Regions from separate parts of the Mus musculus genome. Here regions 1, 2, 3, 5, 6 and 7 are each linked to region 4. A link is a contact called in public Hi-C, HiChIP or PLAC-seq and promoter capture Hi-C data. All regions are on one chromosome and are shown on one strand. The core of a region is the stretch at or near the end of the contact, and the rest is flanking DNA. Distances in the headings are between cores, read along the strand shown. Region 1 has its middle 380 kb from the start of 4933416E03Rik. Region 2 has its middle 260 kb from the start of Gm25090. Region 3 holds the start of Chd6 (chromodomain helicase DNA binding protein 6). Region 4 holds the start of Mafb (v-maf musculoaponeurotic fibrosarcoma oncogene family, protein B (avian)). Region 5 has its middle 360 kb from the start of Gm25090. Region 6 has its middle 340 kb from the start of Gm25090. Region 7 has its middle 210 kb from the start of 4933416E03Rik.

Region 1 (4,238 bases), core at 131-2,630, 800 kb after region 4:
GAACCATGGGCCTGGTGCATATTAAATAAATGTTCTTCCACTAACTTATAATCCAGCAAAATAGAAGCAATCTTATATCTGTTGAGCTCTAACATGTACAGCTTATTTAGTTTGTTTCTGAGGCATTAGGGATTGGACTCAGAGCCTTACTGAGGCTAGGCAACTGTTCTACCAATCAAGATTCAACCCCACCATATTACTTTAACAGATGTAAACTTCTAATGCTGTTGGAGAGTAATCCTCTGGGATATACTTTATTTTCTGTTTTTTCAGTTTAGAAGCTAGAGCTCTTATGCCTAAACTACCAGACAATTGAGGAGTTACCAAGGTTATTCTGAATTGTCTGAGGGAAGGTAGGTCAAGTGCATATTTATTGCACCACCTACCTTATGCAAAACATGTGATTCTAAGAAAGCCGTCTGTGAACAGTCTAGGCATAGACTACACCACTGTAGTGTCATAATACAATGCTCTCTTACTCATAAGATAAGAGCAGAAGAGATTCAAAACTCCCTAACAGATGCCACCTGCCAAGGGTAGCCTGTAAGACATAGTACTGTTATTTAGATCACTTAATAAAGCATGCACAAAATTAACTTTAATATGAAAGTTGGGTCATTTAAACAATGTTTCTTACTCTTTTGGTATCTGTTTTATCTTCCTTTCTTAATGGGAATTGCTTTTGAGAGGTTCTAATTTCCATCGGAGAGCCAAAAGGAAGACCGTTTCTTTTCCCACTATTAATTCAGAATAGACAGGGAAACAGTGTGACTCCAGCTTGTTAACTCAGGAGTTCTGGCTGTCCTTGGGAGAGGGCCAATGGCCCAGGAAAGAAGCCAGATGGGGTCAGAGACCTCAAGCTGACAGATGTGGCAGCAGAGGGTTCCAGGAAGAAGGATCAGAGGCTGGCCGAAAGACAGCCACTTGCCCAGATGCAAAACCCCAGGAGAGTGAAGGTGAAGGAAGGCCTGGCAGGGTTTGGCTGAGTCACGGGGGAAACTGATGAGCAGCAGCTAGGGTCGAGCTGAGGACAAGGAAACACTACCCCAGGATGGGGAGAACAGAGGGGAAGGATGAAGAAGGAGGTGTCGGCAGGACCCTGTGGCATTATGAGTGCGTTGATGTGGTGCTTTGTCTAACTCCTCTTGTAATCCTAACACATATGTCTACAGTTGACAGCACATCCCATTCTGAGAGCCAAAGGGAAAGAAAATCAACATGAAGATCGCCTCCTCTGCCTATGGGTTGTAAGAAGGAAACACTGCGGGATGTGAAGAAAGGCAGAGAGTAAAAAGGTCCACCCATCTTCACCTATGCCATGGTGACATGAAGTTTGATCTGGGAGAGTTGCTGACCCAGAAGCAAAGGGTGGAGGCAGCTGTGAGTCAGCTCTCAGTTGCTGGGAGCTGACACCCTCTCACTGGAGATGAGGGCGGGAGGTTGTGGAAGACTTGATGCAAAAGCTTTTGCCCTGTTTATGAAAGGGATTTGGGCCACACTTTCTGAATTCTGATGACTTTTGCACAACGTCTTTCCCTGTGCTAATTTTTAAGGATCTATTTAAATTGCGCTCCACTTACTGTTTACTGAACAGCACATTCTGGGATGTCTGTATGTTCTCTTCTTTAGAACAATGTCCTTGTGTCTAATGTCTTAATGATCACACTAAGTAAGTAACTAAGTGAAACACTAACTCCCAAGTGATGTCTTCTTTGAACAAGACTGGCTTAGACAATGAGGACATCGATGGAAAAGATACATCAGAATTCCAGCTAATAAATAGAGAGCGCGAGATGGAATGAAAACTCCAGCCACTGGCAACCACAGAGAATTGTTTTAGGCAAGGGTCATCAATGGATGTGGAAAGGGGTAGGTGAAAGTACAGACACAAACAAGACATATGCGTGGTCTGAAAGCATCTCCCTAACGTTAACTGCAAAAGGGAAAATAGTTACTTCATAGTGCAGAAGCCTGGCAGACACCAATTGGATGCAGCAATTAAAGCTAACATCACAGGAGAGAAATGGGATAAATCAACACCATGTGCCTCATGTTGCGACCCACTGAGCAGGACACAGCATCCTTCTGTGGTCTGCCTGCCAAGAGTAGCAAGTCTGAACCTAATTATGAGAAAAAATCCAGACAAACCCAAATTAAGAAACATTCTGCTAAATAGCTGGCCGCTACTTCTCAACTGTGTCAAGATTACCAAAGAGAAAGAAGGGAAGAGCTCTGCTCCAGACCTGAGGAGAACAAAGGGATGTGGATTAGAGGAGCATGCTTAGATTTATGATCCTTGGCTAGATCGCAGACCTCATCCTTGAACGTTGTGTCAAAACTAGTGAGATCTGAATAAGAACTGAAGTGCAGATGTGAATCTTGCACCTTGACCAATGGACTGTGATAGTCTAACCAAGGTACGGAAGACTGGAAAGAAAGCACAGTTGTAAAGTCCCAAAAACACCTGAGGAATGAATGGTATCTGAGGTTGTCTTTGGCCTCCACACAGACATGCACATTCATGATCACCCACACATGCATGATCACACATATATATACACACACAATGAAAATACATGAAGAGGGGCCTAGCAAACACAGAAGTGGATGCTCACAGTCAGCTATTGGATGGATCACAGGGCCCCCAATGGAGGAGCTAGAGAAAGCACCCAAGGAGCTAAAGGGATCTGCAACCTTATAGGTGGAACAACATTATGAACTAATCAGTACCCCTGAGCTCTTGACTCTAGCTGCATGTGTATCAAAAGATGGCCTAGTCGGCCATCAATAGAAAGAGAGGCCCATTGGACTTGCAAACTTTATATGCCCCAGTACAGGGGAACACCAGAGCCAAAAAGTGGGAGTGGGTGGGTAGGAGAGTGGGGGGGGGTGTTAATGGGGGACTTTTAGGATAGCATTGGAAATGTAAATGAGAAAAATACCTAATAAAAATATTTTTTAAAAAAGAAAATACATGAAGAGATGTGATATGTTCAATCTGGATTCAAGTGTATTAGAATGGAGTAAGTGAGTGTTACAGATACACACACAGAAAAATGCATGCAGATGATAGACAATACATAGACTCAGCTCTGTTAGTAGGAAAGTATTTAAGAGCATAGGAGATAAAGCTTTTCAAAGGAAAGAGACTCACTATTTAGGTGTTTCTGTTTTAGAAGACATGAAAATTAAGGTAAGCAAGTTTACATTGAAGATTGGGATTATAAAGTAAAATAAGTTGTTTTATGTTGATGTAAGAATGCCTTTATTCACTAGTCACTCCATCTGAACACTTACACATATTCCCAATCCATTAACATGCTATGATATTGTTATGTCATAAGAAACACACACCCAGAAAGAGGGAGGGGGGATATAAGGAAAGAGGGAGAGACAAAGAGAGACAGAGAGAGACAGAGAGATCAGTTTGCTATTATATTTTCTTCCCTACACACACAACATCTATCCCCAAGAAGGACCTAAAGACAAAACAAAGTATGGTTCCACCAAAGTTCACTGCAGGAGAACCAATGAGCTTACTCAGCTTATACAACATGGATTGGGAGTTGGTTATAGGAACTTGAGTATCCCTAAAGCATCCACACTGAAAGGTCTTCACTCATGGCAACATGGATGGTACCCTTCTGCTAAACTTTCCCAACTCATACACCCTGCCATCTCCAGACAGTCCCGGGGCTATATGCTACTAAGACAGGATCACATACACCGATACTGAGAGAAGAGGCAGGAATTTCAGGCGAGGATCTAATGATTCTTCCCCTCATTCCTTCTCTAGTAGATATCAACAACTGGTAGGACCAGTCTGGATGGTCTCTTTAAGAAGAGACAGCTAATTGGATAAAAAGTGGCTGTTTTACCTGGAGTATATCAATCTACAGCAATCATCTCTGTCCCCAGTTCCTTGATGAGAATTTCTAAATGCTAAAGGTGATAAAACATGACACTTAATATGTTACCTTTGGCCTCATTTAGAGTGGGCTGGTTAGATTTTTGTCATCTTGGCACAAGCTAGGGTCATCTAAAAAGAGAGAAACTCAACTGAGAAAATGCCTCCATCAGATCGACCTATAGACAAGTCTGTGGGCAATTTTCTTGATTGATGACTGATCTGGGAGGGCCTGACCCACTGTGGACTGTGCTACCTCTGCTCAAGTGCTCCTTGGTGGTATAAGAAAGCAGATTAAATAAGTCATGTAGAACATTCCATTGAGCAGCAT
Region 2 (4,315 bases), core at 1,333-3,832, 970 kb after region 4:
ACTGAATGCATTAAGCTTTGACTGTACTGACTCCATATAACTAAATTTCGTGTGTGTGCGTGCGTGTGTGTGTGTGTGTGTGTGTGTGTGTGTGTGTGTGTGTGTGAAAGTTAAATTTATAAATTAGGATAAAATAAGAGACAAATAATAACAATAACATAAATAATTATAACAATATGTATACTGTTATGTGGCCAATGTCTCTCCTACTCTTGTGACTTGACATCATTAAAATTAAGTCCCATGAGGAACTTGAGCACAAGCACTGTGAATTGTGGTAGCTGACCTGCTAACTGAGACAGTCACTGAGTGGCTAACAGCAGATGACACATACATCACAGACAGGCTGGACAAAGGAGCAATTTCCATCCTGGGGAGGGCATTATGGAATGGGAGAGACTTTATCCTACCATTCAGAACTGTGTGCAATTTAAAAATTATTAAATGGTTCTAGAATTTTCCATTTAAGATTTGCAAACTATTGTTGAGTACAGCTAACTAAATTAGAGAAAGCAAAACTATTAACAATGGGGCATTATTCATACACTTTTTCTTCAAGCGATTCACAAGTTTGTTGTAAAGAAAAAAAACTAAGATAATCTGTGACCAAGTACTTGATAGATTGTGAAAGTTGTGAGCAGATGTAAGTTATTATATCACACCTAGAGTTCAGAATGACAAGCAGGCACCTACATTATACTGTAGATTCAACTGTGATTAATGTATTCACTTTGGAAATGCTAGGAATTAATAACCATTTGCCATACATTCATTACGATCACATTAATCATTATAATTGATTGGTTAATTAGCTAATTATGGCTATAATGTAGATGTCATATGCATTTCCATAGGAATTCTTTGGTAATTCAACATTAATTAATGCCTGACCTTATCTTGATGCTAACCAGATCAAGGGAGTGACCTTCTAGCATTATTTTGATCAAAAGACAACATGACAGAGAAATACAGGGAAGCCGGCACCGTGCTTTTCTGAACACTAGGCCTTAGCTTGAGAGCGATAGAACTGTTGGAAGCCTCAAAAGCTCGGAGCCTGTCTTATGAGTCCCTCTAAATCCATTTTCTTCCCTCTCTGCAAGATTCCCACAGATAACAATGGCCAAGCTCTACTGTCCATACACACTACAACATAATCTTTCTGCAAGAGGCAGGCACATGTAAGAGACAGCCAGGGCCCCGTCACTGAAACTAACTGCCTCAGTAGAATTGCAGCCTACTCATTTGCTTCAAACATGAAGAAAGAAGTGTACTCTTCCGTTTTAAACAAAAAAAAAAAATCACACACACACACACACCCCCAAGTCATTCACCTGCCAGGCTGCCCTGTGTGTAGAAACCTCAGTAGTGTAGATGGCAAAGACAAAGATACTAAGAATGAAAAAGGCATTTTAAAATGGTCTACTTTGTGCACGAATGAGGAGAGCATAAAGATTCCTTTCATCCCATGTATCCCCTTCTTTTAAAATAAACTAGAGTCTACAATTGGTAGATATCCCTATACAAACATATATGAGAGAACACACACACACAACACACATACATACACAGCACACACCCATACTCACTCCAACACACACAAATATACATACATATATACACACAATACACATATGCACACCACACATATAGACACACACACATATACATATATCCACACAGGTGCACACACATGCACACTACACACACACACACACACACACACACACACACACACACACCAGAAATGACTGCTTTGTCCCTGCCCTGTCTTGTTTGTGACACCAGAATCACAAGAATAAAAGCACCCTCTGGTCTCAAGAATCAATTCTTTGGAGACCTCAAGAGCCACAAAGGTACATGGGACACACCTCAGTGGCCAAAAGAGTTAGAGCAAGCACCTAGAATGTGCAAGGCAAAAAAGAGAGAAAATAAAGAGTGTGGCACAGGAATTGTAAATTTGATAGAGTGTGTTTTCAGGAATATGTAAAGAAAAGGGTTTATTGTGTGTTTATTTTGCTACTGTCTGTAGACAGCTCTATGTTTAGAAAGCAACATAAGGGACTCGGGAGTCATTTCCTATAGTGAATTGGGCAAAACACTGTTCTTTGGAAACCCTCAAACATTTGAGGTTAGCTTGACTCAAATTAATTGACAGCTTGTCGGCCCAGCAAATAAGGCAACTACACGTGTTTCAGGACTCTGTTGATTGATGCTTAATACCACTGGGTGTTTATTTTCCTTAAGTGAAACATCTTTAAAATACAGAAAATGTAGCAATGAGACACGTTAGTATTCTGGTTTTCCTAGAAAGGAAACTATCTGCTCAGGCCTCATTGAAACTCAAGACCCGTAACATTTGGAACGCATTACCGAAGCCTGAAATATGATGTCACGGAGGATTAATGTCTAAGACTCTAACTGCTACTATCACAAAATCCAGTTTTTAGAAATAAGTTGAATGTGTCCATTAGTACATGTTTTAATCTCCCCTGGGCCAAAAGTTTAACCATAGCAGGCATGTCAGAAGGAATAGGGGAACTTAGTAAGCCATCAGGTGATCCGAGCCCTGTTGTTATCTTATTGCTTGCTCTCTAAAGAAAGGGGGCATTCAGCTCTGCTGTTACATCTGGCATAGTCACAGCTAACCTTGTAAGGAGGGTCACTCTGGGTAAGAAAAGGGCAGAGGTCAAGATTCAGCAGCCCCTGGATCCTGGAAACTTGGGACACATACAGCAGGGACATGGTTTGTATTCACTCTAGTCCTCCAAGAAGCGTGTGCTGACACGAGAGTCCTAATGAAAGGGTTGAGAGACAGGAGGCTTGGGAAAGTGCAGAGTGCTTTCTAACTGTGCCACAGAGCTGGCCACTGCAAAGGGCCAAAGGTAAATAAATAAATAAATAAATAAATAAATAAATAAATAAAAGCAGGTTAAGAAACAAACAGTTTAGACTTAGGAGCTTAAAGACAATGTTGTTCGTGCCAGAAACCTATAAGGATGACAGTTCACTCCAACCCCATTCCTTGGAAGAGAAGTGAGTCTCTTCATGACCAACTGTGGGCGTGATGATGTGTGAAGTTCTACGTCTATGGATCGGGTATTCCATAAACCCATTCAGCATAACGGGGGAGGTCCTGCAACCAAAGAGGAAATCTCATAGCATGTCACTCCTAAACAGGACTGCTGCTTGTGTAACTGCCAAGCACAAGAAGGGCCACACGAAGCCACCTGCTAACAAATGGCTGGATGTTTTCCCCAGAAAACAGTGTAATACTGGGGGGCTCCTTGTTGGTCACTGTTGTCAGCACCCAGACTGGCTTATGTAAGTTGGAGCTCATGCTGTGTTGTGCATGGGAGCTTCTTATTCTGCAGGGCAGGCACTTTTTTGCCAGTGTTCATCTTGTTATGTCTGTGGTGGCTCCCCATGGAAGCTGCCTGATGTCCACTAGCTGGGAAGTGGAGTCTGCTTGGTTGTGCAGTGCCTACCCCATGGTTTGTACTTTATGGGGGAGATGAACTGAAGAGTGATTTTAAAAATCCACCCTTCTGCTTTGCCCCAAACTTCCTCGTGTGACCTTCCATTTCTTTCCTCTCAGGCTCCTGGTCTACAGCCATGGCCTTGATTTTTAACTTCAGAATTAGATCCCCCCCCCCCTTGAGATACTACTCATACTACCAAATATATTGTTGAATAACTGTTATGGCCTAACCTGTAGTCCCTCCAAATGCCTATGTTCTAACTCCCAGCTTCTCAGAACAGAATCATATTAGAAATAAGGTTTTAAAAGAGTAAACTAAGATAAGGCCTTTAGGGCAAATTCCAATATACGTGTGGCTTTGTTAGAAGAAATCTGAGCATAGAGATACACTGGAACATGTAAACAGAGGAAAAGCCATGAGGGGACACAGCAAGAAGGCAAGCTCAGAAGTATGGTCTCTGGCACTCTGAAATTTCTGCTGTCTACGGCACCCAGTCTACGGTATTTTGTTATCACTTGCCTAGAAAATTAGCCAAATGTTTCAGGCTCAAGACACAGTTTCTATTTGTACTTCTTTTTATTTCTTGTCTATTTGTAAATTTTAGGTATCGTGCCATGGATGCTTTTCAAGTGTGCTACTTATATACTGCAAGTGTTTTCCCTCTCTGCCAGGGCATGATGCTGTTCAACAGAAGGGCATCTCTCTCATGAAGAGACAACAAGCTTATTACCTCTGTCCCTCATGCCATTCAGGAAGATATCCTCTGGGACACGTGGGAAATGAATGAGATATTCCTCGAGTCCCCATCGGACAGACTGGTACCACTCTGTTTCATT
Region 3 (3,911 bases), core at 1,001-3,500, 740 kb before region 4:
CAGAAACTGGATAGGAAGGTAAGTAAGCTATCTCTTAAGAGGCCAGAGCAAGGACAGTTAGCTACCAGCTTGGCAGGATTGGCGATTCTTGGGATGTACTTCTCTCTGTCTTGTCTCCAGACTGCAAGCCTCCCTTTGAACCAGGATGCTGTCTGCCTTAATACTCTATCTTTGTATCTATAAAAACAATACCTACAGACATAGCTGATACTTAATAGCTAAGGAAAGATGGAAAGAGGAGAAAGTTTGGGCTGTGACACATTGTGGCCATCCTTGAAACAAATGGAAAAAGGTGGCAGGTGAGACAGCTATGTGATGTGCACTTTCAAACTAGACAAATTACTGGGGTAGTCCAAGAAATGAAGAAGTGCCTTAGCTAGGATTACTGTTACTGTGATGAAACACCATGATCAAAAGCAACTTGAGGAGGAAAGGGTTTTGTTTCTCACAGCCCCATGTAACACTTCTCACCAAAAGCAGAGAGGGCAGGAACTCACAAGGGGTAGGAATCAGAAGGCAGGGGCTGATAGAGAGGCCATGGACGGGTGCTGCTTACTAGCTTGCTCCTTATGACTTGGTCAGCTTGTTTTCTTATAGATCCCAGGACCACCAGCCTAGGAGTGGCACTGCCCACAATGGGCTGGGCCCTCCCCCATGAATCATTTAAAAATATGCCCTACTGGCTTACCTATAGTCTGATCAAGGCTCCCTCCTCTGATGACTCTAGTTTGTGTCAAGTTGGCATAAAACTAGCTAGTACAAGAAGCAGGACCCAGAAGAGAATTAGGGCCATTGGCTGAAAGACATAAGACAACCAGGACTTCTAAGAAGCTAAACATATTCTCTTAGGGAGTACAGGAAGGCTCTGTTAACATTGTGATTACCCTTGACACACTCATACCACCCTCATCCTAAACAATTCTGACAAACTGCTCTTGGAGTCATCAGACTCAGATCATTCCTGCTTTAATTAAGATAAAGTGAGCTTTTAAAGTCAGAGTCCAGCCAGTTTTGGACTTTTTTTTCTTCTTCTTTTATTTAAGTATTCACTGGGGAAACACTCCAGATGGGACAGGCAGGAGTGAAGAGGAAAAGTGATCACCAGGTCCCAGAGTAGGGAGGATGCTATGAGGAATATTTAGCTAGGCAGGATAGGCTCTAAATTCCTCCTTGCCCTAATTGTTCCTCCCCCATCTCTGGTCTGATGTCCTTCCTCCCGCCATCTGTTTTCTTTATGGCATTTATCACTACCTGCCTCTGTGTTCATTTATTTATTTTATTTATTGCTTTTCCTTTGCCTGTTCGGTGAGTGCAAGGGCTTTGTCCTATTGACCGCTACATCCTCCGTCTCAGATCAATGTCAGGTATTTAGTGGGCACTTAAAAATTAGCTGCTAAAAAACGAATTACGGAAGACAACAATTGGTTGAATCTCTGTCATATGCTAGGCCCTGTCCTTGAGGATGCTACAAGGATGGTAGTGGAGATAGGCCCGAAAATAAACACACCATGGTTCCACTCCTGATGTTACTGAAGCATATCCAATGCGCTGCAGGATCCTCAGGGCTGGAAAACTCCCGGGGTGTGCAGGGCCCTGGGAAGACGTTCCTAGTATGCTAGGGAGCCAGGCGGATCTGCAGTATAAGCAGCTGGAGACTGACGACCCGGCTCCTCGCTTCCCTCGGCCTCTCAGCATCTTCTTTTTCCTGTCCGTTGGGACCTTCACCTCTCCTCGAGTGCGCGTTGCAGGATCTGGGCGCCGGCGGGGCGCTCACGTCGTGGGACCCCAGTACATCTTCTCCCACCTCCGGAGAGCCAATCCCGGGTTTTCCAGCTTGCTTGCCCACTACCTGCGAGACCTCCACCTGCAGGTTGAGCCCCAGCCGCGGGCCAGCGCCCAGGTCCTCGCCCCCTGCTTGCAAAACAGAGCGCAGCACCCCGCCCCGCCCCCTCCGCCTGCGGGACCCCAGCCCCGCCCCGCCCCCGCGGCCCGGCCGCTTCATTCCGGGGGGGCGGGCCGGGAGCTGCGCTGTCTGCAAGGCGGGGAGATCTAGGCTGGGAGGCGGAGCGGCTCCGACATCGACCAATCACCGCTGCGATCACATCCATGCAAATACGAGCACAATGGAGCAAGCCCATCACTCGCTCCTGCAAGCAAGCTTGAAACGGGCTTCTGTCTGATCGGCAGCCCACACGACCAATGAACCTGTGTTTTGGGCAGGCGAAACCCAATAGCGCGGCAGGGAAGGCGGGCCCAAGCTGGGTTAGGGTGTCCTTGCAGGGTGTCTGAGCTAAACTTCACCAAATAATAGCTGTTTGTATTTTGGCTGCTGCAGGAGCCATTTTAGGTAAGTTCTTCTCTTAACTTTTTATTTTCCTGCCTGGCCCCGACAAGCTGGGCTTGCCCGCGGGGACCCTGTCTCCGCCCCGCTGGCCGGGATGGGGCTGCCCTATGAATGGAGCGGGGCTGAGGGGCCGCGGCGGCGCGAGGCCCGGCCGGGCAGGGGTCCGAGCGCGGCCGCGGGCGTTCGGCCAGGCCGAGGGCCCCGAGGCCTGAGGCGAGGGGTTTGGCGTCCGCCCCTCCCGGCTGCCGCGCGCTCTGGCCGCCCGCCCTCCGTCCTTGGGAGAGCGCCACTGCGGGGCCACGCGCCCAGGCTTGGGGTCCTGCTTCAGACCCCAAGCGCGGGCCTTTGCGGCGGGGCGGGGCCTGCCAAGGCTTCCCAGGGGACCCCGGCGGCCCACGGCGCGTGAGGGCCACCCCCGCGCCCGCCAGCCGCTACCGCCCCCGCGGAGAAGTTGCTCCGCTCCGCGTCCTGCGTCTGTTTGCAGGGGTGGAGGAGGGTGGGCCGGTGCCAGGCTGCTGCTCCGGGAGGGGGCGGGGGCCCCGGCGCGTCCCCGGGTCGCGCGCCCCTCCGGCCGGCTCCTCACGCACTAACGCGCACTCGCCCCCGAAAATTTGAGCCCTCAAGACTCCAAGCCACCAAGCTACCCCGCTGCCAAGTTTGGTGCGTTATTAGATTGCATGTTAGAGCTTGCAAAGAAATTAGAGAGAGGGAATATGAAAAAAAAAAAAAGAAAAAAATCTGTTTCCTTCAGGGTATTTATTTCTCTTCTCTGTTGAGAAGTAACGGAGGAATGTCCTTCCTAAAATTTCCAGGGACCATGCCTGTCAGATGTGGAGAGGGGTTGGCAGCTCCTTGGGTTTTAAAACGAGGTTATTAGGAAATCCCCGCACTAGTGAGATAATTGAAATGTGAGTTTGTTTGCAGCTTCAGTTTTATTTGATCCAATTAAAAATGCATAAGCATGCACTTTATATTTGTGTACATAGAGTATTCCTAGTTTCAGTTATGACTAATATGACTGTGGTTTCACGAGTGTGGGATCTAATAAGGCAGTATAATTCAATTTTGAGCTCGTAGGCCCGTGTTCTCCAAATTAGGCTTTATAGACCATTAGTAATCTGGCCAAGGTTTCTAGAGAGTCTCTGGCATCTCTGAGCATCTTTCTCCGGGGCTTGTTTGTGCCTTTTTTGCCACCCCTCAAGAAACTGTTCATTTCTGCTGTAACAGATCCATGAACAGAGAAAATAGATATTTTAAATATTGACAGTTTTCAAGAGTGTCTGAAATATTTTGCCTAGGATTTGATTATTTCCCAAATGGTATATAAGAATACCATGCCAGTAGGCCCTCATATTGGCATACTCCATGGGGATCTGCTTATGGTGCTTTTGGAAAAGTCTGGACAGACACCATGCTTTCTTTCAGAGCTCTGAGTGCTTGACTTATTGTAAGGGAGTGAGCGGGTCTGTCTCATTCACTGTGGGTAGCACAGTAGTTTAGTTGGAAGCCAAGTTGGAAGATCAGGTTGGCAGCCTCTGAGAGAGTTTTTTGTGAACTTTGTGGTTCT
Region 4 (3,963 bases), core at 81-2,580:
TTCGTCACCTGGCGTTTTCAGTTTAGAATACTGATCTTCCCAGCTCAGGACCTTTCCTGAGAGGAGTAGCCCACAAGCACACCTGGAAGGCTTGCATATGGAATTTCAGAAAAGGTGAGCAGAGAGGGTTAGTGGTTGAGTCCAAAGATGGGGTCGGAGGGCCTGTGCATAGTTCCAGAGGAGTCTGCCCTGGCTTTCAGGCCGCACACAGCCTGCGTTCAGGCCTGGCTTGGCCGGATCAGTTAGCTGGACCTGCACGGGTCCGAGACGCCATCCAAGCCTTCCCTCCCGCAAAGAACAAACCGGTTCAGGGCGCCGTTGCGCACCGTGGCCACTTGGGGTCGCACTTTATGCCTGTTTGAATCTCCTTGCAGCCGTCAGAAGCTTGGATCAGCTTAATCCTTACAAAACGTTCAGACAAAAACAGGGCCGGGTTCCCCAGCATCCCAGAGCCACTGAGTGCACAGACCGGTGTTGGTCTCGGCTCTGAGCCTCGGAGTTGTAAGGTTTCCACACGACTGGCAAGTGAAAGGTATTCAGAGCCTTTGGGCCAACTCTGTTTGTTTGTTTATCTTCTTTGGGAGCGTTTGGGGGTGTGTGTGGGGGGGTGGCGAATGCACGGAGCTGCGAGACCACTGGAGCTCTGTCTTCTGAGCTCAATCACTGAACCGGCTAAGAGAGGAACAGCGTCTCTTGGCCCGAGGAACCTTCCTAGAGGTTAAGAGTTAGATCTGAACAGAACTCTTGGAGCCCCAACCCCGCCCTCCCCCACCGCATACATTAGCGCAGACAGAGCTACCGAAACACAGGCACGCACCACACACATTCACTCGGCCCGCGGCGCCGAGGACACACGGAGCGTCGCCCACTGGGCGGGGGCCGCTTGGGAACAAAGGGCCAGGGAAGCGACATCCCGGGCGCTTATTCTGAGCCTACTTGGGGGTGACACGGGCCGAGGGTGGGAGTGTAAAGAGTATGTAGGGAGGCGTGAGTGCAGACAGCGGGGTGGGAACGGCGGCTTGGTCCAGAAGTGGGGCGCGCACTGAAGGCAAGCGTGCGGGAACCTCGACTCAGAGGGTGTTGGGGGTTGGGACCAGGCGGTCCGTCCCACTCGGCTCCAGCCCTCCTCCAGGCCTCAACGGCTTCGGGGCTCCTCCGGTCTCCAGTCAGCTGACGCGGGGGGGCGGGGGAGCTGTCAGGCACGCCCCGCCCAGCGTCGCTGGGCCGCGGGGGCCGTGCAGCCATTGGCCAACACGCCGGGCCGCTTGGGCCCCCGCGCTCCAGTGACATCAGGAAGCGATAAAAGGCGGCGGCGGCGCCAGCTCCTGCACAGCTGCACCGCCGGGCTGCGAGCGGCTGCAAGCAAGAAAGCCCTAGAGCCAAAGAGTCGGAGAGCGAGCGGCGGGCGCTTGCCCCGCGCCTCCCCTCTGCCCCTGCGCGCACCTCGCCGGCTTCTCTACCCTGCCCCGGCTCGACCTGACTCGTTCCCGGCGCGCTCGCAGCCCCAAGCTCCGGGGCAGCTCAGGCAGCCTCGGGAGGACTCTCCGGCGCGCCGCCGCGTCCCCAGACAAAGGCTTGGCCGGCGGCCCCGGCCCGCTGCGCCCTCGGCTCCCCGCCTCCCCGGCTTGCCGCTCTTCGCCCCCGCGTTTGGCTCGGCGCGTCCCGGCCGGCCGCAAAGTTTTCCCCGCGGCAGCGGCGGCTGAGCCTCGCTTTTAGCGATGGCCGCGGAGCTGAGCATGGGGCAAGAGCTGCCCACCAGCCCGCTGGCCATGGAGTACGTCAACGACTTCGACCTTCTCAAGTTCGACGTGAAGAAGGAGCCCCTGGGGCGCGCGGAGCGTCCGGGCCGGCCATGCACACGCCTGCAGCCTGCTGGCTCGGTGTCGTCCACCCCGCTCAGCACTCCGTGCAGCTCCGTGCCTTCTTCTCCCAGCTTCAGTCCGACTGAACCGAAGACCCATCTCGAGGACCTGTACTGGATGGCGAGCAACTACCAGCAGATGAACCCCGAGGCACTCAACCTGACGCCCGAGGACGCGGTGGAGGCGCTCATCGGTTCGCACCCAGTGCCCCAGCCGCTGCAGAGCTTCGACGGCTTCCGTAGTGCGCACCACCATCACCACCACCACCACCCTCATCCGCACCACGGGTACCCAGGAGCAGGTGTGACTCACGATGACCTGGGCCAGCACGCTCACCCGCACCATCACCATCATCACCAAGCGTCGCCCCCGCCGTCCAGCGCTGCCAGTCCCGCGCAACAGCTACCCACTAGCCACCCGGGGCCGGGACCGCACGCAACAGCCGCGGCGACGGCTGCGGGCGGCAACGGTAGTGTGGAGGACCGCTTCTCTGATGACCAGCTGGTGTCCATGTCGGTGCGTGAGCTGAACCGCCACCTGCGGGGCTTCACCAAGGACGAGGTGATCCGCCTGAAGCAGAAGCGGCGGACCCTGAAGAACCGGGGCTACGCCCAGTCGTGCAGGTATAAACGCGTCCAGCAGAAACATCACCTGGAGAACGAGAAGACGCAGCTCATTCAGCAGGTGGAGCAGCTTAAGCAGGAGGTGTCCCGGCTGGCCCGCGAGAGAGACGCCTACAAGGTCAAGTGCGAGAAACTCGCCAACTCCGGCTTCAGGGAGGCGGGCTCCACCAGCGACAGCCCCTCCTCTCCTGAGTTCTTTCTGTGAGTCCTGGCGGGTCCGGCCCCCGCCCTTGCCCTGGCCCAGACTCCCTATTCTGCGCCCCTAGCCCTGGACTCCCTGTCCCTGCCATGGCCCCGGCCTTGACCTGTTTGACTTGAGCTAGAGGGAGGAAGGACGCGCGGGTCGCGGGAGTCAGGCGGGAGCACGGGCGGGCAGAGAACCTTGGCTAAGAAGAGGGCAGCTCAGGGCGGCGCAGCCTCTTAGACTTGGGCAGAGTTAGAGAAACCCGGGCGGGTGCGAGGTCCGGGAGTAACTTTTCTCCAAGCTGGAAGGCCGCGAGGCTTATTCCAAGGAGTCGCCAAGGCCGTCTGGACACTTCTGGCTCTGAGAACTTTGTGAGTGCCAGGGCCGCCGCTTTGCAGCCCAGGACTCAGTTCGTCCCAGGAAGAGCAGAGGAGAGGAGAGGGACTCTGGAGTCCCCGTGGGCACGAGGCAAGGCTGAGCTAAGGAAGGAAAAACAGACAGATCTGTCTGTCCAGAGTACGGAGAACACTGGCTCTCAGCCGGAGACGCGGGCCTCAGTTAGGACTTTCGGCGCGCGAAGGAAAAAAAAAATCTCATCAGTTTTAATGCCTGCTCGATTATATAGAAAAATACGAAAATCTGCATTAAAAATATTAATCCTGCATGCTGGACATGTATGGTAATAATTTCTATTTTGTACCATTTTCTTGTTTAACTTTAGCATGTTGTTGATCATGAATCATAACCCCCTTGTTTCTTTGGGTGAGAAGGGATGCAGTTCCCAAACTCCTGCGGCTGCGAGCGAGCGAGCAGAGTTTCAGTCGCCGGCCGGCTTGTAGATTACCCGCCCCGGCCAAACCATCTTGAGAAGGTAGCAGCAAGCTGAGTCTTTGTTTGGGTTTATTATTATGCCATTTTTGTTTGTAAGTAAAAATAAAAGAAAGAAAAAACCCACCAAGCCCAACTTTGTCCGGGGAATCCTTGGGATTATCTCTTCGCCCCCCTCGTCCTTCCCACTTCAGTTTTAAGTTTTGTTGAGGGAAAGCTAAGGGAGAGACAGATGCCGAGATCCACATCGTGCAGGAGTGTGTCCTTTATTATTGTTGGGTCTTGGGGCCAAATTGACATACACACACCCACGACTGCTCCTCTACACACACACACACACACACACACACACACACACACACACACACACACACACACACACACGAAGAAAACAAGACAGGCTTTGCGTCCTAAGAAGTCAACCCAGGGCTGGTTTGGAATCCTCTAGAAGAGCGCTAACTGCAAA
Region 5 (3,952 bases), core at 1,224-3,723, 870 kb after region 4:
TGGTAGTTTACCATATTTATCATTTATCATCAAGTTCCATGACGAGAGCTTGACACATGGTATCTTTATTCTGTAGTGCTCTGGCCTATCACAGAATGAGGGATTGCATGAGCATTGTCTGGAAAGGTTATTGGCACACAGGTTTCTGAACCCCAACACCAGGGTTTTTGATCCAGGCTGTGTCTAATTCACATTTGTTACAAGGTCCTAAGCACAGCCGCTGCTGTTTACCCGTGGTCAAGAACCATGGTTAAAATCATCATTTTACATGTTAGGAATATAAAAATTGAAATCTATAGAGTTGTGATGCTAAGTGTGATGATTTATGAAGACTTTTATGTATCAGAGCACAAACAAGTCCCGAGTTTAATACAGTTGTATTAAAGAACAGTGATTTATTTTCTCATGGTTTTGAGTTTATTTCATTCAGCCTCATGTTTGGGTTTTCTGGACTATCACTCAGGAATTTATTCTCTTTGAGCCCATTGAGATGTTTGTGTATTCTATAAACATCTTTAATTCTTTGATGGTGCTTGTAGTTAATTGTTTGTTTGTTTGTTGTTATATTTTATTTTGCTTTGCTTTTCTAGACAGGGCTTCTTTATGTAGCCCTAGTTGTCCTGGAACTAGCTCTGTAGACCAGGCTAGCTTTGAACTTATGGAGATCTACCTGCCTCTGCCTATCAGGTGCTAGCATTAAAGGTATATGCCACCACTCCTGGCTATAGCTAATCTTTTAAAGTCTGTCCTGGGTTTTATGGAGGTAATTTTCATGGGAGAGCATTTCTTCTACAGGACTGGTAGATTGGGGGGATGAGGCTTGGGCATATGGTCTTTTTCTGTTGGTTATGTGTCTGATATGGATACTGAAGGCTGGGTTTACACACCTGTAGGTTGGGAAGGCACAGGTGGGATTCCTACTTAGGAATCTTATTCTTATAAGCCAGTCACTAAGTGTGGGGACTGTCCACACTAAGAACGAGGGCAAGCAGTTTGAGGGTGAGAGGGCATACTCACTAGGTTTGGCAGGAGCACTAAGAACGAGGGCAAGCAGGTTGAGGGTGAGAGGGCATACTCACTAGGTTTTGCAGGAGCACTAAGAACGAGGGCAAGCAGTTTGAGGGTGAGAGGGCATACTCACTAAGTTTGGCAGGAGCACTAAGAACGAGGGCAAGCAGGTTGAGGGTGAGAGGGCATACTCACTAGGTTTGGCAGGAGCACTAAGAACGAGGGCAAGCAGGTTGAGGGTGAGAGGGCATACTCACTAGGTTTTGCAGGAGCACTAAGAACGAGGGTAAGCAGGTTGAGGGTGAGAGGGCATACTCACTAGGTTTGGCAGGATGTGCTGACCAAGCTGAGAATGGAGGATAGATACGGTGCTGGGTGTCTCAGAAGAGCAAATCCCATCTGGAGGCTCTTCTTGGCCTCTGCACTTGTACCCAGTGGTTTGCCTTCTCTGTAGTTTTCTTTGACTTGTGGAAGCATCATGATACCCCTGTCTTCTGGAAAGAGGATGTCCTATCTGTGTCCATCTCTAGTATTTTCCCTTTAACAAATACCTCAGTCCCATTGCATAACTGCTCAACCCACTAACCTCATTTTGACTTGGCTACCCAGGTAAAAATTCTCCTTCCAAATAAGATCACATTATGATTTGCTGAAGATTTAGAACTCTACTACACAAATTTAGAGGGACAAAATCAAGTGGCCACAGTACCTTAATACCAAGGTCACATAACTAGTAAGTGCTAGAGCTATTATGGTTAAGTGTCTGATTCGAGAGCCCACTCTTGTAACCATTTTTGCTTATGTGGTCCCATGGTGAAAGAAATAAGAAAGTAAAAATATGAGTATATCAAAGAAGTTTCCAGAATAAAGGAAATGAACAGACTGCATGCACGTCAAAGTGACAAAGGAAAACACTTCTCCAAGTGTCCTACTAAGCACTGAAGTGCTCACTGGCAAGCCTCGTGAGTGACAAGAATGGCAGATGTAGCCATAACTATGCTTATGTTACAGCTGCCATTTAGGACACCCTAACTCAAAAGTAAAACACTCTGAGCCCCTAGTAAATAACTCAGAGGGTTCAGTGGTTCTCATTTGTAAGTTTTTACCTGCCAACAACTTTCTTAAACTTCCTCTCGCTGGATCAGAAAAGATGTCCAGCCATTTCGGCTGGTTTTAAGGTAGTATCCTTTTTATTTATTTATTTTTCTTTCCTTTCCTGGGATGGCTGTGCAGATACGGGGAACAGACTGGCATTGGGGGGCGGGGGGGGGGGGGAGAACTGGCCAGGTCAAACAGCATGATTGCATTTTCTCCTTGTCTCTTGAAGGCTGAGATTTGTGGATATCATAAAAGGTTACAGCCCCTTTTTGGAAGCCACAAATAACCCTGCTTGGGCTGTGACAGCTCTATGGCCCTTGGCGTACCATTACCCATTGCTGCTTGGGATTCCAGCTGTGCACTAGAGCAGCTGGCCCCAAAGTGAGTACTCCACAGAGCATGTCGTAGGGGCTCTGGGTCGCTGGGAAGCTGTTCCCTCCTGTGAGTCAATGCCTAGAAACAGGGCTTGATCTAATGAAATTACATGCTTTCTGGAGTGATTAATAAATGTGGTCCACTTCTCCATATGGGATGAATATTCTTAAATAGAAAGAATGTGTGCTTCACATCTAGCTCCACCTCTGTGGAGCAAGGACTGAAAACTCCATGGCCTTGGCACGGGGATCCAAGGAAAAGTACTCTTTCCAAATAGGTAAACCATACATGTACGCACAAGCACAGCATGTTCTTGCACATATGCATACTTACACGTACACACACACACACACACACACACACACACACATACACACACACACACATGCATGCGCGTAAAGCCTCCTGAGAGGTGGGAAATTTTGTAGTCAGCTGTTAACAAATGAAATCATGGTAAGCTTCTATTTAAACGCTTTACTCTGGTGGCCAATGCCACTGTAATTGGAGGAAGGTAAGTGAAGAATATGCAGGATCTCTATTGGCAACGTGTAAACCAGGCTTGACGTACTGATACTATTCACCTATAATAACTTCTGGAGCACAGGCAGTCTCTAAAATATTCTGATCACTAAGCATCATCATCTTCCACAGACGTGACATTGTGGAACATTCCTGAACCTATGATGGATTAGAAACCATATGATGATTTTTTTAAAGTATCTGGTAGGGACTTTTGCTGAATGTGGCTCTTTACCTTAATGACGCCCTTATCACAGCCATGATTGGACATGAGAGATGGTACACACTATTCTTACTGATTTCCCCGTACAACTGGGAGTCATTAGGCTATTGACACACAGCCTCCATTGCATCCAGAGGGCAGTTGGGTGCTGACCTCACAGTGCATGCAGACTCACTCCAAGATGTCAGCATTTTCCATGTGACCCAGGTTAGCAGGGCTTACCCCTTTGACCCCTCCTCACAATTCCACTGTCAACTCTGGGTCAAACTAGAGCAATGAAGGAGTCCCACCCACTTCTGCTGCTTTTGTACAGTCTACTCCAGAGCTCTAGGTGAGTGCCAGAGTACACGCACACAGTGCTAAGCTCAGAGATACTATTGTCTTGATATCATTAGATTTCTTTAAGATCACTAAATCGAAACTACGTCTTTAGCAGAATTACAATTTGTCATAGACAGAAGAATCTTCCAGTATCTGCTGAACTAGTGACAGCTTTGAAGGTTCTTCGAGCTACTCCTCATTCAATCATCTTTATAACCAATTATATCACTCTTTGACAGAAAGCCTACTCAACTATGATACTGTGACTCGTTGCATGATAATCAACCTGAACTAATGAGTGCATGTTTGAAATTATATTACAAATTAATCATATAGTTGCTTTTTACAGTTAGTATTAAATTGTTTGTTGACTGAATTACAATCATTTTACCAAGCAATTTTGAGTAT
Region 6 (3,694 bases), core at 903-3,402, 890 kb after region 4:
CATGCCTTCACCTTTCCTATGCCTCAGAACCACTCACATAAATGTAGCCTATTTTCTCCGCCACTTACATTCATCATTCAAAAATGCAAGATCACAACAGAGTTCCTGTTGCAGCTCTGTTGGACATTTATAAACCCTTTTTCTTATCTATTGGCTTATTGTGTGCTTACCTCATTGTTATGCTTCGAATTGATTTACAGGAGTGCACATTTACACACACACACATGCACATGCACACATACACACCTGCCCCCCACATACACACAGTAGAATGCATATCCCAAAATATGAAAAGCATTTACTTATGTGAGGTGCGATTCACAGTGTAGATGTGAAAGGGTATTCTTTCTTCTAATTACAATGTATTTCTTAAAGTTTTTGGACATATGATCTTTTTACACAGACAAATTTACTTTCAAAAGCTACACATGCTACTGAATGTGGTGTGTGGATCCATAATAATACAATCTGGTGTTGAGTATTCTGATCTAACCTAAGGGACAAACTCAGAGAAAAGATTGGGCAGTTATGTTTAGTTACTGTCCCACTTACTATCTGATCCATCCCCTCACCCCATACCTTTTTCCTTCACCTAGACCACATCTGTATGGCTTTCTGCAACATCTCTGTGGCTTTTCATTGGATCCTCGTTGTCTGCCTGGGTATCAGATTCCTGGCTTGTTGTAATCTGGCTTTGTCCTTCTTCCCTGGCATAACAGGTTCAGACGAATGCAGGGTAACTTACCAGGTTCTTGGCATTGGCCTTTCTCTGGGGCAAGACATCCACAGAGAGCTTCAAAGACACATTCTCCTAGAAGAATTCAGATGTGTGCCTAATTAGGCCCAGTGTATCCTGCTAGGGATCTTTTCTGCTTTCTATGATCCATCCTAACTCCTCCCGCAGCACGCAACATTTCAACATCCATGGCTAAGGCATTTGTGATCATGCTTCCGTTGGTGGAAGGAGCTTTCTCCTCGATTCTTACATTAGCTGAGCCTTAGCTCTCAGGGACTAGAAATCGTCAGATGACACCATTTCTTGGCATGTGGTCTCTTGGTTCACCTACCTGGCTTTAGATCCTGACTTCTACTCCCTTGTCAGTCTGTACATTCCTACCACACAGTTCCTGCTATGCATTCAGTATCTCACTCGTCCGCACCTACTTAAACTTCATTTACATATAGTTCAAGTAAGCAGTTTGTCTTAAAAATGAAGTAAAACAAATGGAATACTTTCCTTAAACATATATAAAATATAACTGAGGCTACATCTTTGGGCAGACACACTTTGTGAGTGTTCTCTGGGAGAGATTGTTTTGTGGACCTTGGTTGCAAAATACTAATCAATGCCAAAGCCACTTAGCAGTCAGTGTTTCTGTTTCAATCCCATGAACTTCTCAAGTTGACCATTATCATGCCCCACTGAATGCAAGTCACCAATCTTTAACCTGGTGGACACTTTCTTGAACTGTCTTCTTAGAGAGGTATAATTTGACATTGTTTACCTCCCATGATTCATTAAGCCCTGTCATCTGGGAGCATTCCTGCTTTTCTTCTATTATTTGGACTGTTTCTTTCTATTTTCCTCCTTGGGCTCTTGTTTTTCCAGTTTTGGGGTGGAATGAGGACAGGAAACAGCCTACATAGCAGGGTTCTCCCTGGGGCTTTATATGGCAAACATTCTTATATGGCTAATACTGTTCAGAAAACATTCAGAAAAATAAGAAAGCTGAGCTAATTCCCAAAAATGCAGGCAAACACCAGGAAACACAGGATATAGAAGATGCCAACCAGATGTTGCTCCGTGCCAGCTGTGAGAGTTTGGGATCAGACCCCAAACTTGGTTCAGATGAAACACAAAAGCCATATTCATCCAGAACAAAGCTCCTGCAGAACTCTGGCCAAGCTTTTATGCAGTCCGAGGGACTTCAGGGTTGGTGGGGAGGACACTGTGACATTCGTTTCGCACTGATCTACTGTAAATTGAAGAATTTGCTCTTCCCTTGGTCTTCAAGCCATATTCAGGGAGGGCAAACCCACATCATACCACCTTGGCTCCTGGGAAAAGTGCTAAGGATTAAGACCAGAAGGCATGCTGGGGAAGGATCTGAGAACAGGGCAGCTGTAGCAACAGCCCCTCCCAGTCACCAGGATCTGAGCCGTTATGGTTCTGTTTTAAAATAAACTAAGATTCAGATGAACAGAAAGTTTGTGTTTCACATTAACGTTGTGGCTTTTTCTCAGCTGGGTGTTTTTATTTTCCCTGTCACTTTGCATTACAAGAATAACACAGCTTTGCAAGAGAACAGCCCCATCAGATAAGTTAACAGTGAAGAGCGGTGAGTATAGATGGCAGAACTTAGGCTCCCAGTGTCAAAAAAGCCTTGGGCGTAGAGGTCAATGGTTGTTGGCAGAGACCATTAGCCTTGGGCTAACTTATAAACTAGGCTGTCAAGGAGATGATATCTCTACCTTAGGTCATGTTGCTACAGGAAGAGGTATACAATTCTGCTTGTTCAGTTCTTCCTTAGTACAGTTGTTGGTATCCACTAACATCCTCAGACATATCAAATACTGGGACAATGGATACCCAGCTAAGAAGGACTCCGATAACTTCCTGTTTACTGGGAAGCTACTATTTTATATAGAATTGTGCACATACACGGTTGTGAAGGAAAATTCTTACCCATGTTTTCCTTTACCTCAAACTCCCATCTACTTCTAAGGCCTAACTGCTCACCTGTCTTCCTGAACCGGTTAATGTCATGACTCCTTGATATCCTAGGAAAGTCACTGATGCCGCGTAGCCTATCCCATCCCTCCACAAGGCTTGTCCTTGCTAAACAACCTGAGCACAGTACAAATAGAGCCTTTTGTTGAACCTGGTATTGACAAAACAAAAAGTCTGTTAAAACGAAGACCTAGTATCGCTGCGTCCACCATGAAATAAGATTCCATACAGATCAGTCTTGGGCGAGACATGAACGGGCTTTACTCCTTGGGGTAATGATTATACTGACTGTGCTCTTCCAGAAATGGGCCTGGTTATTCCTTCCCTGTGCCAACCTGGACACACTTCCCATCCCAGTCTGATCATCCCCCCTGGGCAAAGGCCAACATTGTCTTGCCTAGGGGCAATCATCATTGGGGAAGATGGTCTGTGAAAGCTGGTTTGTTTATTAGTTTTGCCTTGTTTTTATTCTTTTGTTTTGTTCTTCTGTGGATAGAATCCCAGGGCTATCCTCAAACTTTCAATCCTCCTGTCTCAGCTTTCCAAGGGCTGATGTTGCAAGTGTGTGCCACCTCACCTGGCAACAACATGTAATTTTTTTTTTCGGGAGCAGAGAAGTTGAAGTGTTGAGCCTCAAACCCAGGGCTTATATGTGCTGGACAAGCACTGTGCACTAAGCCACATCCCCAGGCCCACAGAGTTTTAATTTTACTAACTCTGATGGAACTCTGGCAAACATCAGCTTCCCCTTGAAATCTTCTAAACTGATCACATGATTTAAAAAAGAAAGAAAGAAAGAAAGAAAGAAAGAAAAATCTGGAAAAAGTCTTCCCACGCCAAAATCTATGTATCTTAATAAATCAAGTGGTAAATTCAAATTGACTTCCAAAATGCAGGTTGCTATGAAAATTGACAAAGTCCAGGAAAGATTCTCGGCGTGGCCTTTCCTTTTGCCAGTGAGTT
Region 7 (4,235 bases), core at 1,516-4,015, 630 kb after region 4:
AGACATTTTAGCGCCAAGAACAATGGAGATAGTTTAGCACAAGCAGATGCTACCAATGGAAGTTACAAAATGATCCCAGATGGTTGGTACAAAATGCCAGGAGAAACAGGAAGAACAAAAAGTGATAAATACACAGGGAAAATATAAGGAAACACAAACAACAGTTTCTGATGGTCTGTCTCAGCACAGCTTAGCAGCGTATGTAACATGTGTCATGGGAATGCTTTACATACACTATTAGACTTTGTATAGTCTGGGTTGAGGAGCTATATTAAAGTGTCCAGCAGGGTGTCCACTATTAACATTTGCTACAGAGAAGAACGAAGCAAATAAGACATTTAGTCTTTGCCCAGGAAGGATGGAAGGTGTTTGAATTAGCTGAGGCCCACTGTATTTACACAGCTTAATTTAGCATTTCCAGGTAACACCACAAGCTGGCTGAGTCTAATATATAATTCATACGTTGAAGTTTCTGCCTGTCCTTTCTAACTCTTGGCTTTGGGCAAATTATCCAAAGTTTCCAATTTTCGTTTTCTTAACCTTTGAGCCTATTGTGCACGGCTCTCCGCACAACCACACTTGGCTCCCACCCACTGACTTCCCTGAAATGTCATGAACTCCTTGGCAATGCACTATAAGATCTTTTCTCTGATTTGATTTATTTATTTATTATTTTTTTGTTTTGTTTTTGTTGTCTTCCCCTAACCATTCCGGTATTGCTTCAAAACTGCATTCATTTGTGTCCTGTTCCCTTCTCTTCCTTTGACATTATACCTGTATTTTTAGAGACCTCAAACTCGGAGTTTTGTCCTCATCTTGAGTTCATACAATATGGATTTGGCTTCTTACTGACTCAAACATAGACTCCATGGTCATACTCTGTGTGTGTGTGTGTGTGTTTGTGTGTGTTTCCTTCACTTGAGTATGTGTGTACACATGTGTGCACACACATGCAGGGGCCAGAGGGAGATGCTGGCTGTCTTCATCTGTTGCTCTCTGCCTTACTTCCTTGAGACAAAGTCATTCACTACTTTGATATATGTTCATATCCTTCCTTTTTATCTTTTATCACCTTATTGCTAACCATTTTCGTTATAGATTACTTCCTATAGCTATTCTTATGCTCAATTCTTAAAAGTACTTTTCATATTATCTACCCAAGATGAAAGAATTTTATTGAAGGCTACTGTTTGTCAGCAAATGAGTAGATAATCTTGATTTATGAGAATCACTTTCACTTGGCTCTCCTTATATATGTGGTTACGATTTAATCTTCGCACCCTTCTCCATGGGAGGAGTTGACTTTCTTTCCTGAGAAGACAATGAACTGTGCTTCTTCTAGAGCAGTGCCTAAGCTCTAACCAGCTCTCCTTAAGCAGAGCACTATCAGAGCAGTGCAGGGATAGCTGAATCTCTGAAGTCAATGCTCAGGCGAGAGAAACTCAGGGCATCATCCCTGCGGTCCAGCGATACTGCAATTTTATGTTTGCACCCTTGCCGTATGCTACGGGGTACTGTGACCTAGTGAGCGAATACCTCTCCTTCCTAGATCTACAGGTGGTTTCCCAATGATGCTACTACCAAAAATTGCAATAAGAAAATGAATATCATCCTTGCCTCACAGAGACTGCACTCACAAGAAAGAACCCTCGCAGAACACTTTTCACTTCCAATCAGAGTTTTTGAGTAAATTACCTATTTGTAATAATAAATGGCGGGTCCACCCAAGTTGGCTATCATCTCCTTGACACCCCTGACTCTTGACTCTGGCCTCCTGCGTGAGTTTTAGTCCTGGTGGCTACTTTGCTTCTCTTTCTTTGTGTTCTGTGCGATGGGTGGGAAAGTTGTTCTGGGAGCTTTTCCTAGCAGATAGAGTTTTTAAGTTGGAAAGGTGGTGACATGTCTAATAAAATTGCCCTGTCTCTAAGAATATTCTATATTTTGGACTTATCGCTGGGTCAAATATCGTGTCTTTCCCATTATAAATTATTGAAGTTAGCTCTATATAAATAGATTTTTAAAATAAAATTTGGATTGGAGACAACTATGAGATTGTATACTCATTTAGAAGTAGCAGGCCTCTAGTTCTCCCAAGGCTTTAGGGCAGAAACTCTGATCACACTACTTGTAAAAGAAAAAAAAAAACCATATGGATATCAAAGTTGAAAGGTTTTGCTAATGAACTACATATTCACTGTGTCCCTCCACTAACCTCTTATGCTCTTCAGAGGATCACATATTTGACTATCTACCTACCTATCTATCTATCCATCCATCCTCTATCTATCTATCTATCTATCTATCTATCTATCTATCTATCTATCTATCTATCTATCATCTATGTTTATATTTGTTTGCATTTATTTTTCTTTCTAAAAATATTTCATTTTTTGTGTATGACTGTTGTATCTACATGTTTAATGTTGTCACTGTCATCATTCCCTTGTCTTCCCCATAGAAACCTTTTTAGGGCATTATAATCTGGTTAAGGCAGAAAGGGCCTTACTCAGGTTCTCCACCATCTTCTGCGTTTCAAGCAAAGGAAATCCTTTTTCCCTGCCGTTTCTTAGATTTTGCTCATTTGGCACTGATTTTAGTGTTTGGGAATGTGGAAGATACAGAGCCAACTGGAGACAGAAAGAGCCATGTCATCATTAAAAATAAACAGAGACACAAATATGTCAGAGGGCAGAGGCAGGCACTTCACTTCATTGTGCAAGTGATTTATGGGGGAAGCTAATTTTAAACAAGCCTGAGCTGTGCTGTGTGGTGCCTTTCAGCCAAACAAACAGTCAGAGCGCCCTTTCGACAGCAGCCTGGAGCTGCTGTCTCCTCTCAGAGTAATCTCATTTTCTTGGTGGTGTAAAAGGCAGTAAGTAGTAAGGGGCTGTTTACTCTCAAAGGAAACCCTGGCTAAGACACTGAAGGCAGACCCTGTTAAATGCCAGAGTCAGGAGGACTCTGGCTGGGAGACAACTGCCTGCCCTCCAAGAGGCAAACCCACAAAGCCTAGAGCACCCATTAGCAACAAATGAAGCAGCCCTTTCCTCCTGTTCAGTAAATTCGTCTGTTTGTTTTTGTTTTTCCCTCAAAATAGCACTGAGACATGAAAGACACAAACTGGCTACCCAGGAAATCAGTGTGTGTGCTGCATTCAAGCCTCCTTATTTCTGTCTCTTTGGTAACAGATCAGATGAGGGCTGAGGGTTATTCTGAGGCTGGGCCCTTGGGTGGGCAGGCAGGTAGCAAAGAATCCCCCGGTTGAGAAGTGGGAGGGCCACCGTCCCGTGCCAGAAGTGCAACTCAGGATTAGTGGACTCTGTCTTTAGATTGGAGGCCTTACGTTGTTAGTTTTCTCTGCCTCCCAGTTTCATGGTCCCTCTACACATATCTCCAAAGGCCAACACCGAATCTAAAGCCCCTATAGTTCAATATTCTTCTATGGATCCCATCATAGATGTGTGTATGTGTGTGTGTGTGAGATCACATGTTGCCTGAAATAACTTCAATGAATATATGTGTAGTATGAGCCATACAGATGTGTACCAAAGGCTACCTGAAAAGTCTAAGATTGGAGCACTGTGATTAACTAAAATGTGATATGTTTAGGGAAATATACCAGAATATTTCTGCTCTTTGAGAAGAAGGAGTAGGACATATGTCCCTTTGTTCCCCACCTAGTGGCAGCTTGGAAAGACCCATCAGGAGAGCTTCACTTCTTCCTTTGGATTCTGTGAACAGAGTGGATATGCCAAAGGGTTCCAGCAACCAGTGAGGCCCAAGCACTGACAAATGAGAACTGAAATCAACTATGCAACTGGAGTCAGCTCCTGCAGTGTTCTGCTTTGCCAAGTATTTACTCTTAGGTTCCCAAATAGTGGGAGGTCTGGAGCCCTGGCAGGAGGCTGGAAAGCCAAAGGCATTGGCTGGGAGCTTAGGGAGAGCTCAGAGCATGTTATTCACCAATTACATTGAGAGCACCTTAACACATACACAGAGAAGATGCTCTTCTAGTGTGCCCCAGCAGGCTAGCAGACCTCCACAGCAAACCAAGTAGGAATTGTGGCCAGGGAATTCTTGCATGGTTTCCAAGCCCTGGTCATACTACATGCTCCCCATGGAGACGTCAGCCATATGAGCTGGAGAAAGAGTAGTGACCTTCATCCCTTAAGGGTATTTTGCTTGCAAAGCTGCTAGGGAGGAACATAGGACAAGAGCAGAGATGATTTAAGGTA

The links. Promoter capture Hi-C pulls out the DNA fragments that hold promoters and counts their contacts. Hi-C and Micro-C count contacts between places; a contact is called where the count stands out from the background. HiChIP or PLAC-seq counts read pairs in DNA pulled down with a chosen protein or histone mark.
Region 1: a Hi-C map of uterus shows a contact between it and region 4, with 3 times the contacts expected there. The contact joins the enhancer-like site here to the promoter of Mafb in region 4. A contact is called at or near these places in 10 of 39 promoter capture datasets (the 3T3-L1 cell line, the C10 cell line, the HPC-7 cell line and 6 more), 2 of 484 Hi-C or Micro-C datasets (both in uterus), 14 of 115 datasets of contacts at active chromatin or transcription factors (astrocytes, craniofacial prominence, embryonic basal ganglia and 9 more) and 1 of 9 other capture datasets (embryonic stem cells).
Region 2: an H3K4me3 HiChIP or PLAC-seq map of craniofacial prominence shows a contact between it and region 4, with 8 times the contacts expected there. The contact joins the enhancer-like site here to the promoter of Mafb in region 4. A contact is called at or near these places in 6 of 39 promoter capture datasets (the HPC-7 cell line, cranial neural crest, embryonic stem cells and 2 more), 1 of 15 datasets of contacts at CTCF or cohesin (stem cell-derived epiblast-like cells), 10 of 484 Hi-C or Micro-C datasets (cortical neurons, cranial neural crest, embryonic stem cells and 1 more), 17 of 115 datasets of contacts at active chromatin or transcription factors (SST interneurons, astrocytes, craniofacial prominence and 10 more) and 2 of 9 other capture datasets (adipose tissue and embryonic stem cells).
Region 3: a contact with region 4 is called in a Hi-C map of rod photoreceptor, with 5 times the contacts expected there. The contact joins the promoter of Chd6 here to the promoter of Mafb in region 4. A contact is called at or near these places in 4 of 484 Hi-C or Micro-C datasets (LSK cells, embryonic stem cells and rod photoreceptor) and 1 of 115 datasets of contacts at active chromatin or transcription factors (thymic regulatory T cells).
Region 5: an H3K4me3 HiChIP or PLAC-seq map of embryonic limb bud shows a contact between it and region 4, with 8 times the contacts expected there. The contact joins the enhancer-like site here to the promoter of Mafb in region 4. A contact is called at or near these places in 6 of 39 promoter capture datasets (the 3T3-L1 cell line, cranial neural crest, frontonasal cranial neural crest and 2 more), 7 of 115 datasets of contacts at active chromatin or transcription factors (craniofacial prominence, embryonic forebrain, embryonic limb bud and 4 more) and 1 of 9 other capture datasets (embryonic stem cells).
Region 6: a contact with region 4 is called in a promoter capture Hi-C map of maxillary cranial neural crest, with 15 times the contacts expected there. The contact joins the enhancer-like site here to the promoter of Mafb in region 4. A contact is called at or near these places in 10 of 39 promoter capture datasets (the 3T3-L1 cell line, cranial neural crest, embryonic stem cells and 5 more), 1 of 484 Hi-C or Micro-C datasets (uterus) and 5 of 115 datasets of contacts at active chromatin or transcription factors (SST interneurons, craniofacial prominence, embryonic forebrain and 2 more).
Region 7: a contact with region 4 is called in a promoter capture Hi-C map of liver. The contact joins the enhancer-like site here to the promoter of Mafb in region 4. A contact is called at or near these places in 8 of 39 promoter capture datasets (the 3T3-L1 cell line, 3T3-L1-derived adipocytes, the C10 cell line and 4 more), 9 of 484 Hi-C or Micro-C datasets (cortical neurons, liver, myocytes and 5 more), 12 of 115 datasets of contacts at active chromatin or transcription factors (astrocytes, bone marrow-derived macrophages, embryonic forebrain and 9 more) and 1 of 9 other capture datasets (embryonic stem cells).

Annotation. Positions count from the first base shown.
Region 1 is chr2:159,563,278-159,567,515 of GRCm38.p6, reverse strand. No RefSeq gene overlaps it. Among named protein-coding and RNA genes, the nearest start is that of 4933416E03Rik, 380 kb to the left of the region's middle. Within about 2 kb of position 1,380, at least 14 of the 459 cell types and tissues checked have an H3K27ac peak or open chromatin away from gene starts, as enhancers often do. A contact at or near this core is called in fibro-adipogenic progenitors and uterus, where this site is marked.
Region 2 is chr2:159,399,963-159,404,277 of GRCm38.p6, reverse strand. No RefSeq gene overlaps it. Among named protein-coding and RNA genes, the nearest start is that of Gm25090, 260 kb to the right of the region's middle. Within about 2 kb of position 2,582, at least 3 of the 459 cell types and tissues checked have an H3K27ac peak or open chromatin away from gene starts, as enhancers often do. A contact at or near this core is called in craniofacial prominence and neural tube, where this site is marked.
Region 3 is chr2:161,107,425-161,111,335 of GRCm38.p6, reverse strand. It overlaps Chd6 (chromodomain helicase DNA binding protein 6), which reads left to right and starts at 2,250. Exons shown (of 37, transcript NM_173368.3): 1 at 2,250-2,347.
Region 4 is chr2:160,364,432-160,368,394 of GRCm38.p6, reverse strand. It overlaps Mafb (v-maf musculoaponeurotic fibrosarcoma oncogene family, protein B (avian)), which reads left to right and starts at 1,330. Exons shown (of 1, transcript NM_010658.3): 1 at 1,330-3,963. The coding sequence starts at 1,719. The coding sequence ends at 2,690.
Region 5 is chr2:159,499,757-159,503,708 of GRCm38.p6, reverse strand. No RefSeq gene overlaps it. Among named protein-coding and RNA genes, the nearest start is that of Gm25090, 360 kb to the right of the region's middle. Within about 2 kb of position 2,473, at least 11 of the 459 cell types and tissues checked have an H3K27ac peak or open chromatin away from gene starts, as enhancers often do. A contact at or near this core is called in craniofacial prominence, embryonic limb bud and neural tube, where this site is marked.
Region 6 is chr2:159,480,024-159,483,717 of GRCm38.p6, reverse strand. No RefSeq gene overlaps it. Among named protein-coding and RNA genes, the nearest start is that of Gm25090, 340 kb to the right of the region's middle. Within about 2 kb of position 2,152, at least 4 of the 459 cell types and tissues checked have an H3K27ac peak or open chromatin away from gene starts, as enhancers often do.
Region 7 is chr2:159,731,116-159,735,350 of GRCm38.p6, reverse strand. No RefSeq gene overlaps it. Among named protein-coding and RNA genes, the nearest start is that of 4933416E03Rik, 210 kb to the left of the region's middle. Within about 2 kb of position 2,765, at least 53 of the 459 cell types and tissues checked have an H3K27ac peak or open chromatin away from gene starts, as enhancers often do. A contact at or near this core is called in 3T3-L1-derived adipocytes, heart atrium, hepatocytes and 4 more, where this site is marked.